2 separate regions of the Mus musculus genome follow, and region 1 is linked to region 2. Evidence: chromatin contacts called from public Micro-C data. All regions are on one chromosome and are shown on one strand. Each heading gives the region's core, a stretch centred on a gene start, on an enhancer-like site or on the middle of the called end of the contact. The rest is flanking DNA. Distances are from core to core; before and after follow the strand shown. Region 1 holds the start of Unc80 (unc-80, NALCN activator). Region 2 holds the start of Kansl1l (KAT8 regulatory NSL complex subunit 1-like).

Region 1 (5,290 bases), core at 2,164-4,663, 350 kb before region 2:
TAATGTAACATTTTTTATTAGATATTTTCTTTACATACATTTCAAATGCTATCCCAAAAGTTCCCTATACCCTCCCTCTGCCCTGCTCCTCTACCCACCCACTCCCGCTTCTTGGCCCTGGCATTCCCCTGTATTGGGGCATATAAAGTTTGCAATACCAAGGGGCCTCTCTTCCCAGTGATGGCCGACTAGGCCATCTTCTGCTACATATGCAGCTAGAGATACGAGCTCTGGGGGTACTGGTTAGTTCATATTGTTGTTCCATCTATAAGGTTGCAGACCCCTTCAGCTCCTTGGGTGCTTTCTCTAGCTTCTCCACTGGGGGCCCTGTGTTCCATCTTATAGATGACTGTGAGCATCCACTTCTGTATTTGCCAGGCACTGGCATAGCCTCATATGAGACAGCTATAACAGGGTCCCTTCATCAAAAACTTTCTGGCATATGCAATAGTGTCTGGGTTTGGTGGCTGATTATGGGATGGATCCCCGGATGGGGTAGTCTCTGGATAGTCCATCCTTTTGTCTTAGCTCCAAACTTTGTCTCTGTAACTCCTTACATGAGTATTTTGTTCCCTATTCTAAGGAGGAATGATGTATCCACCCATTGGTCTTACCTCTTCTTGATTTTCTTGTGTTTTGTAAATTGTATCTTGGGTGTTCTATGTTTCTGGGCTAATATCCACTTATCAGTGAATGCATATCTAATGACTTCTTTTGTGATTGGGTTACCTCACTAAGGATGATATCCTCCAGGTACCTCCATTTGTCCAAGGATTTCATAAATCCATTGTTTTTAACTGTTGCGTAGTACTCCATTGTGTAAATGTACCATATTTTCTGTATCCATTCTTCTGTTGAGGGACATCTGGGTTCTTTCCAGCTTCTGGCTATTATAAATAAGTCTCTACTGAGGAATATCGAATGGCTGAGAAGCACCTGAAAAAATGTTCAACATCCTTAATCATCAGGGAAATGCAAATCAAAACAACCCTGAGATTCCACCTCACACCAGTCAGAATGGCTAAGATCAAAAATTCAGGTGACAGCAGATGCAGGCGAGGATGTGGAGAAAAAGGAACACTCCTCCATTGCTGGTGGGATTGCAAGCTTGTACAACCACTCTGGAAGTCAGTCTGGAGGTTCCTCAGAAAATTGGACACAATACTACCGGAAGATCCAGCAATACCTCTCCTGGGCATATACCCAGAAGAAGTTCCAACTGGTAATAAGAACTCCTGCTCCACTATGTTCATAGCAGCCTTATTCATAATAATGTAACATTTTAATAATGGAAAAAAAGCTGTGAGTGGAGGGCAAAGGAGAATATGGGAACTTGGCAGTGTCTGTTCTTTTTTATTATTATTATTAATTATTAGCTTGAAACTTATCTAAAACACAAAGCCTATTAATATTGTTAAACACAGAAGGTTTGTATAAACCATTTCATAGCATCATTCAAAGTAGAGTTTCATTGAGGTTCTAGGAGAAAATATGTGGGAACAGAAAAGAATGGGAGTCTTTGAGACTTCTTTCGAATTCTACTAGTGGACATTATTTTAGCCTAAGCTGTCTCCTTTTGACAGTGTCCTTTCTGATCATATACTAAAGCTGATATCTCCTATATTTCCAAATCAAGTTCATCTTTTATCTCCTGCATATTAACCTGAATCTCATCTACTATCAAGTTTCAGTGACATTCTATATAATATAAACCACAAAATCGGTCTTCCTACTGTGTCGTCTGAAGTCCACATGTACCTGTGTAGCTGACTCCTCGTGATGGTCGTTGGAATTTACAATGAAGAACCCAGAATAACTTGTTAACATCCCCACAGTCACCACCACATACTCAGGCACATGCCCTTCCTTGCATATTCTTTTCTTCTTTTTAAACGAAATCACTATCTATTTAATTGTCAAAACTTGAAGATTTGGTTGGTATTTTCTGATGGCAGAATAGTCAATAGACTATTAGCATCTTGTCATCATTAGAGGCCTTGGCAAAGCTTTTTCTTTCCAAAGGGTATATATCTAGCACACAGTGGGTTAGAGCCCAAACCATCTAGTTCAAACCTTAAGTACTTTGCCTCTGCTGGTCCCCCACCCCCACCCCATACCCACTTGTCTATCACGTCCTATTATGTCTAGCTTGTAATTTTGTATCACGACATTGACTTGGGCTATCAAAGCACACTTTTCTAGTTCCCCTGTTTACCCTTTTCACATCAACCACACAAAAAGGAAAGGACGATTTCATTTCACGATTTCATTTCACTGGCAGGAAGGTTCCTTTCCAACAACCGATACCTGCCTGTATCTTCTTCCTTGTCTGCTCACAACTGAACTTATGCTCATGTTTGCTATAAACTCTTCTCTGCATATGGCTGTCTTCCCTTAAACACTGGGAGCCTTTTGTGAACAGGAATCAACATAAATACAGTTCCTGGCATAAATACACTTAATAAATATCCATCAAACACACTTTATCTGGTTTCTATCTTAGTATGTTTTAAGATCTATATTTTGCTGGGTGTGCATCTCTCCAATCCTGGCACTAGGACAAATGAGATGGGAGGTAGGTGATTGTTTGAGGGAAGCTTGGGCTCCCTAGCAAGACACTATCTAAAGTAAAATACTTATTTTTTAGATCCTTATTTACCTTCAAGAAGGTAAATAAAAAGTTTATTTCTGGGTCCTTAAGATCACTATGTATCATAGTTTTCTCCATGTGGGTTATGCGAGTTGTTAACAGAGGATGTCATGTCCTAGCTCCTAAGATAAAGGCCGAAGATCTGACTTGTCATTTCAAGTTGTACACTCATCTCCGTTTAAATAACATGTTTGCTATGTTTTGTTGTTGTTGTATGTTGTTTGTTTTCTTTTGTTTTGAATGTTTGCAAATAGATAAGTCTACAGCATTGGTTTTGAAGTCGGGCTGCGTCATCCAACCTCACCTCACCCCCACTTGCCTCAATGTTAGATAATACTTGTTAAAGGAATACAGCTATAAATTACGCGGACGTTTATACACGGAAGGAACATGGCAGCAGTGAGAACAAGATCACCAAAGTGCATTTAACGACCTATAAAAATAATGCTTCGTGTGATTCAAACGTTGCCTCCCAGTTTGCAACTAGCGGAAACCCACAGCTGGGTAGTTTGTCCCACCCTGCTTTAGTAAATCAAGCCCGGGAGACTTCTTCGCAGTTATCAGTAAAAACAAATTCTCACATAGGAAAACTTCTCAGTTTCCTCCCACTTGCCAAGCCAGCCTCCTGCCCTGATTTCATTTTCTAGCAATTCCCCCCTGCCTTCTTGCTAAACCCGAGATGGACTGCTGACCTCTTTGCAAGAGGTGCGAATGATGCCAGAGCTCTGCGGCTCTCCAAAGCTCCTCCTCCCCAGAGGTCGACAGTCCTTCCTTCGGACGCAGAGGTTGGGAAGCAGGACAGGGGACACTGCTGGGGTGCACTCCGAGAGGAGCAAGCAGAACCCTGGGTGCCGAAGAGGCCGCGTGGGGGACCGGCGTGCCCGTGCCATGCGGAGCGTGGACTCCCGCGGCCACCCCGCAGCTGCAGCCCCGGCCCCCGGCTCTGCTCCGCGGCTGGGCTGCCCCGCGCGGGCCGCTGTCCACAGTGGGAGGTGCTGAAAGCAGGGCGCGGGGGCGGCGGGCCGGCCGTCTGCTCCGAGCGCCCCCCTCCGCGCCGCGCCGCTCCTCCGGCCCTCCCCTCCTCCATCAGCCATGTTCCGCGCGCGGGGAGGGCTGGGGGAAGGGGCGAGAGCCGGGGGCCGGCGGCGAGGAGAGCCGCCTCTGCCTCGGGGAAGGAGGGGATGAGAGCTGGGGGGAGCAGCGCGACGAGGAGGCGGCGGCGGCCGGCGAGGAACCCGCGCTGGGTTCTGCGGTAGGACTCCCGGGAGCCACCATCATGGTGAAGAGGAAGAGCTCCGAGGGCCAGGAGCAGGACGGCGGCCGCGGCATCCCTCTGCCCATCCAGACCTTCCTGTGGCGGCAAACCAGGTGAGGGGCGCGGGGCAAGAGGTGGCGCTCGGGGGGTCGCCGGGTCGTCGCCACCGCAACCAACCCCGCCACTGAGGCCGTGCCGCAGCCTGCAGCTAGCAACGTCTCTAGGGTGGAAAGACAGCCCTCTGCACCCACTTAAAAGCACGCATGAAAAAATATAGATAGATCTCACTGAAGTTTGACAACAAGCAGATTGTCAGTTTTCTAATAAATATATACATTATTGAGGAGGTAGGGATGGGAGGGCAGAGAGCCTGGGCAGAGGGGGCGGGGAGCTAGGAAGGTAATTGGGACTGAACCAGCTTGCGCCTCCAATTCCCCCTCCATCTCCTGCTGTAATCCTTGCCTGGTGACCTGTTGTTTTCTAGCTTGTTTGGCATGTCTGCTGTGCCCACTTGTTAACCATGTTTGCTTGGATACAGCCAGCCTCGTCTTCATGGTTAAAGCCCCTGGGCAAAATGATTTTTGATAGATTTCTTTCACCTGGCCAGGCCTGACACCCCGGCCAATAAACAGTAAAGGGCTTTCTCGTTATTTTAGAAATTGAGTACATATAAAAATAAGACGCTGGGAATTATGACCCACATCCGAGCTCATTTTTCAGTTTGAAAGATAACTGCATGCACGGGGAATGCACCAATTCTGACCATGGACGATTTAGAATTTTAATAGTTAAGAAAAAAGTCTTCAAAATAAGAGCGGCATGGGAAATTATGAAGAGCAAAGTCTTTTTCGTGTGTGTAATTAATGTGTAATAGCAAATGTTGTCAGCTATCCAATATCTGCTCATCAACAAGCGATACAGAAGCATGAAGTCTGAGTTTCATACCGCCATGCCCTAGTCATTGAAAAATATGTCATAGAGATGCCTTAAAAATAGTTTTGCTCATGTTTATAACAAAAACCTTTACTAATTTTTCAGTGCATTTTTGAGGCCTAAACTGGGGAAGCAATATGAAGCCTCTTGTGTGGTATGTGATTCTCACCATTTAATGATTATTTCCATATTCTCTCTGTATGATAATTTACCCCGAGGAAAGACTGAATCCTATTAACGCCAAAAGTTACTTCAACTGACAAATATCAGTGAGCATTTACCATGTACCAGACATAGTTCCATCCTGTTGGGGTAGGGCAAAGACATAAACAAAGCCCAGAGTTTACACACTAGCAGGAGGCAGAAAGAACACAGACGACTAGATACATAAAATACTTAATAAGATAGATGGTGAGACACACTGTGGAGAAAAGTAACAAAGTATATCAGAA
Region 2 (5,793 bases), core at 224-2,723:
CTGTATTACGAAACGGTTTTCCAGAGGAAACAGATGTATCAGCAAGGCTGTGACTTGCCCAAGGAAACGGCTAGTTAGCTCTCTGGAAACCGCAGAAATCAACCCCCGGCATTACTAAACAGTCTGCGTTCCACACCTGCGCTTTTCCCCCTCCACTGTCGAATTATTTTTAGAACTACTTCTACCCTCAAATCCTGCCTGTTTTGCCAGCTGTGCTCAGGAACAGTTTCGGGGAAGTTATGTTGCTATCAAACTTGCCCTATCCAATCAGGATTTAAAAACCTTTCTACAAACACAAAGTTAAACTATTAAAGGCGGCGGCGGCGGCCAATCTTTCTTAGTCTCTCCGGCACATTCTGCGTCCAAGCTGGGGGAATCAAAGCCAGAAGGTGACTCCCACAACTCCAGTCTCCCGGGAACCCGCGATGGGAACAGCGAGGACAGGGAACCGCCACCGCGCCTTCTGCGGGGGTACCGAGGACGCCCACGCAGCGCCCGCTCCTCGCAAGGCAGATCCCAACAGCTCCTTCCCCGATTTGGGACCACACAACACCGTCCTGCATTTATTTCTCCTTACCAAACGCTGTTTCTTTTTTTAAAGCTAGCCCTCTCCCCTCTTGGGCACAAGCAGCAACACCAACTCGGACCGGTTACCTTTCAATAAACCACAACACTCCCTTCCACCCCAAACAATTCTAAAGGCCAAATCCATAACGGCCCCAAATAAGAAGAAATTAATGTCGCCGCTGGCCAGCCAAGCTCAGCGTTACGGAAAGCTTCCCACAGAGCGCCCCACACCCCCAGGACAGGCGCCGCTGCTCCAGCCTTGCGGGGGGCGGGGGGGGGGGGAGGGAGAGGGCGTGCCCAAGAAAAACCACGTGTTCCGCCTTCTGCGCACGCGCCAGCCAAAACAAAAGGGAGGCCTGCCAAGCCCCGCCCCATCCCCACGTGACTCGAATCCAGGCCCGCCCCCTGCCCCGCCCTCCCCTCCCCGCCGTGTCTGCCAAGGCTGTTAGGTTTAGCCGTTTAAATTTGGCTGCGGTCCGACCCCTGCCCCAAAGCACGGTCTTGTGCCGGGGCCCGCAGTCCAACGGCAAGCAGGGTTCGGGGTGCAAAGGGGGCTGCCCGGCGGACGCCGAGCCCGCGAGTCCACCCGGCGGTCTTCTCCGCTCTTTCCCGCCCCGCGCCGCCGCCGTCCCCCGCCGAGGAGACCCACCCCCCTCAGCCCGCCGCTGCGACGCCGGCCACTCGCCTGCTGGGGCGCCCTGGCTGCCCTCCGCCGCCGCACCTTCGGTCCGGCCGTGGTGGGGGCCGCCGAGGCGATCTCTAGCTGTCCGCCCGCCTCCCCCCACCCGGGGCGCCGCCGACTCGTCTCCAGAGCGCGCCCCGCTCCCGCCCCGGCTGACGCCGCCGCCGCGGTTTAACAGTCCGCCCGCTGCCCGCAGCTCCGGGCGCTCGGGGGACGGAACCCTACGGCGGAGGGAGGGGAGTGGGGGAGGGCGGGGCCCGGCGCCGGCCAATGGCAGCGGGGGAGGGGCGCGCCATGCAAATGAGACGGGCGGCGGGGAAACCCCGGCGGGGGCGGGGCCCGCGGAAGCCGCTGGGAGCGTTCTGAAAGCAGCCTGAGCGCGGTGGCCGAACTCTGCCGGCTCCCAGTGCGTTCCGCGCCGCCGTTGTCCCGCGCTCTCTCCACCCCGGTGCCAGCCCGCAAAAGTCACCCCGCCGGCCGTGCTGCGGGGCGCTGCGGTTTCTTTAGGTCTGTTACAGGAAAATAAGACCTGGAAACTCCGGGCGGGCAGGGCCGTCCTGGCCAGGCCGAGGGTTAAGCAGCCCTCAACGCTCCAACCTTTTGCTTCTATGGGTCCCAGAGGCTCGATCCCGAGTCATGCTCTGTCGGACCTCTGAGGACCTTAAAATAGGTGGCAGACCTGCCATGGATACATTTGAGTTAGCTTATGATTAAGGAGCTCTGCAGTTAACTCTGAGGTAGCGCAGACCAGCGGGATTTTAATGGAAACAGTTGGCTAGAGACAGAAACATCTCTGCGAGCGAGTCTTGCACCTGGCCCAGCTCGCAGCTCGCAGCTCACCACCGTTAAACGCACCCGGGCATTTCCCCAGGCTTGAACTTGATGCTTGAGAAAAAAACGATAGCCTAAATATAGCTCCTTAGATAATAGATTAGACGCTTTGCTAAGCAGATTTTCACTAGAATGCTGTAGGAAGTGAAAAGGCACTAGAATTTTTAGATCGATATATCACTTCTACCTTATTTATTTGGAAGGGCTTACAGGCAGGAGTGTATAGAATTGAAGTCATAAAGAAGCAATACTTAAGACATTACCAGAGTTGGAAAATTAACTGTTCTTTCTTTTTCTAGTACATGAATAAATAGCTGAAATAATTTTTATGATAAACTGCCTACAGTAGGGAAAATGGTTATAAAAATTACTCAGAACAATAATTGCTCAATATGGGTCAAGGATGGGCAGTCCAGAAAATAGATTTGCCTTCATTCAATTAAAAATCATGGACTAACAGTGTGTTGGAGGAAAAAGTAAACACTGGATATTTGTCATATTTAAAGGGATGGGTAAAACACTTAAAGAATGTGGTAGGGTCTGGAGTGATGGTACAAACCTTTAATCCCAGGCACAGGTGGGCCAGCCTAGTCTAGTGGTTAGGTCCAGGATAATCATAGCGACATACTGAGACTGTGTCTAAACCCAAAACAAAACTGCACAGTGGATGTATAGCCGTTTGAGAAGTCAACGGTGATCAAGCAGTTCTAAGATCCTGTATTCACCTGGGCATTCATTTTAAAGGCTTCACAAAAAAAAAAAAAATGGGAGGAAGGCATGAATAACTTAGAAAGCAGTACCCTTAGGTGGAGATGATATGCATCCAACTATTGGAGCAGAAAACAACACTGTCTCTTACATTGTTAAATCATAGACAAGAGAGGGCGCTTGCCTAGCATGGGTGAAGGAGGCCCTACACTCAGTATCTAGCAGAGTAATGACTGACAAGGAATTCAAATTTAAAGCTGGGGTAATTATGGAGCCTACAGGTTACTTTGTCAAGCCAGGTGTGGTGGTGCACGCCTTTAATGCCAGCACCTGGGAGGCAGAGGCAGGTGGATTTCTGAGTTCGAGGCCTGCCTAGTCTACAAAGTGAGTTCCAGGACAGCCAGGGCTATACATACAGAGAAACCCTGTCTCCAAAAAAACAAAACAAAAACAAAAAAAAAAAGGTTACTTTGTCCCTGTGAAGTAATTGCTTATTACCAAAGCAAAATCCTTGTAAGTTAACCAAATGTGTACTGAAAACATATTTTGTGGTGATATTTATACTCATAAGGGGGACAGAGCAGCAGGGTGCTTATATTTGCAAAGCATAGTAAACTTTGCAAAATTCATAGAAATCTACAACAAGCTTTTAACTGTAGTATCTCATTTGTTCATCAAACACGGTAGGAAATAGGTTGTTTTCCAACACTGGGGTAATCCTTGCATCTTATAGCTAGCCTCAGTCTGCCAGACTATGTAGACCTTACATAGATATAGCAAAATATGAAACCATCATGTATGTAACACTTTCCTTTTCCTTTTACATTCAATTTCATGATACTTCAAAAGTAATAAGGAAAAGTAATAAGAAAAGAATGTGTAATACCACAAGCTGGAAATTTATTTTGTAAAAAGCACAAGGAAGAAAACTCAGTGATTTCTGTAACCTGCTGTAGTTCATATGTATGAAATGGCACTGCACAGAGGTTATTTTAACTCACTTAATTACACACTAAGCACATTGTTCCTTGACACTGAACAGGATTCTAAGTCATGTTTTCTGCTCCATGTAATATAAGCATGCCAGTTTTCCAAGTGACCTTAGAATACCTTAAATTCTAAAAATTGATATTATAAGACACTTGTCAAATGTTTTCCTATTTTACTTAGCACAATACTGAAAGGATTCATGTATTCTTAAAAATCAAGTATCTATTATTTTAAAGATACATTAAAAGAAAGCTGGTTTCCAAGAAAAAAATATATTATTGGTTAAGGAGAGGGAGAAGAGAAAGGTGTAAAAATCCAGCAACAGCAAGGAGAAGAGAAGGGCACAGTTCTTGCTGACATAATTATGACCTGACTGGGAGCCCGTGAAAGCACCCAGGTAAGCAGTATTGCCATGATTTCATGAGATAAAGCCGGCACTGGCATCCACTCAGTCACTTCTTCCAGTCAGGAAACACTGCTGCCGCACTTAGGATCCAGCTGACACCGTGATAAATGCGAGAGATAAAGATCAGCGCTGGCTTCAAGCAGCTCTCCGCCAAGAGTGGATTACAAACATAGCCTTTTGTGTTCCCCTCCTGTCCACATTTCTTCCCAGTACTTCACCATCCAGCATAACACAGATTTTTATTTTTCCTCTCCCTGGTCTAGAATATTAATAAGTTCCATGAGCTCAGGCCATTCTGCTCAATGCTGAATGGAAGCACAATCCCAGGAGCTTAGGGCATGGTTCCCAACAAAGGTTGAATGGAAGAACGTTTCATTCTTGCATTCTGCAGCCCTCTATTCATTTCCTGGAGGCTTTGTTTTGACTTTTTAAAATTAAGCTCAGTGGCATCCAAGCAGGGAGATACTGTACTTCCACACAGTCCCGACTGGATCCAAAGGCAGCCTTCTTGTCCAACTCAGAATAGAAAGCATCTGGGAGTTTATATTGTTCTTTATATTTCTGTACCAGAAATGACTGTCTTCCACTGTCCTAGTATATTTATGATTAAATTCAGAAGGTGTATGACGTGGGGCAGTACAGTAAACAGCCGGAGGTAATATTAAGTTTTAATTAACCTGTAATTATAGACAAAAGGGTTGAGGATCTGCAACAAACTACAGGAACCACTGCTGGGTACAAGCATGGACAAAACCAGCCTGCAAAAGCAGGAAAATAAAAAATGATGTCCTTTGCTTATTAATATTGACATCACCTTTATAACAGACTCTAAATTGGGAGCAACCCTAAGATGTACGATCTGCAAAAGGATAAACAGATTGATGTTGCATGTCCACATATGCTATTATGGAAGCTACTGTGAAATAACCATGAGTTTACTTTGAAGATTTTTTTGTACAATGTATTTGATCTTATGCCCCTCCCCCCAGAACCAGATTCTCAGAGTCTATTTTTTCTTTAAGTGAAGATACAAAATAACGGGTTTCATTATGCCATTTTCATCCACGGATGAATCTTAAACAGAATACTGAATGAAAGAAACCAGACACAAAAGAGAGTAAATATTGCACCATCACATTTATGTAAGGCTCTAGGAAAACACGTCTGACCTGTAGTGACAGAAAGCAGATCGCCAGTCACTGAGCAGAGCTGGGGAGAACCAACTGGGGTCACTAAGACTGGATGTGGAAAATAGTTTGTATCTTGATCATGTTAGAAGTCAAATGAGTGCAAAATTCATCAAAACACTTGAATATGGCAACACATAGAGATTGTACTTCAGTAGGATGAAAGCAGACATAAAGGAGTTTCTGGTCCATATACATTGAAAGCTACTCTATCAGGAAATGATAGATTGTGTACATCAGAAAGCCCGACAAGATAATGGATGCAGCTAAGTGCTAGAGCACATGCCTGGCACGTTCCAGCCCTGTGTGCAGAGTCAAGAACAAAGGTTTAAAACCACAAGAGGTTTCTTGCAGGATAGGTAGCAGTCCTAGGGACTAAACCAGGAGCACCATGCACCTGGGCTCCCTCTCACTCTTTTCTT

Evidence for each region. A called contact is a pair of places that touch in the nucleus more often than the background predicts.
Region 1: a Micro-C map of embryonic stem cells shows a contact between it and region 2, with 6 times the contacts expected there. The contact joins the promoter of Unc80 here to the promoter of Kansl1l in region 2. A contact is called at or near these places in 3 of 39 promoter capture datasets (cranial neural crest, embryonic stem cells and hippocampal neurons), 3 of 484 Hi-C or Micro-C datasets (all in embryonic stem cells) and 1 of 115 datasets of contacts at active chromatin or transcription factors (embryonic stem cells).

The regions. Positions count from the first base shown.
Region 1 is chr1:66,464,521-66,469,810 of GRCm38.p6, forward strand. Unc80 (unc-80, NALCN activator) reads left to right here and starts at 3,414. Exons shown (of 65, transcript NM_001368824.1): 1 at 3,414-4,018; 2 at 4,944-4,992. The coding sequence starts at 3,927.
Region 2 is chr1:66,816,122-66,821,914 of GRCm38.p6, forward strand. Kansl1l (KAT8 regulatory NSL complex subunit 1-like) reads right to left here and starts at 1,474. Exons shown (of 15, transcript NM_001122738.1): 1 at 1,253-1,474.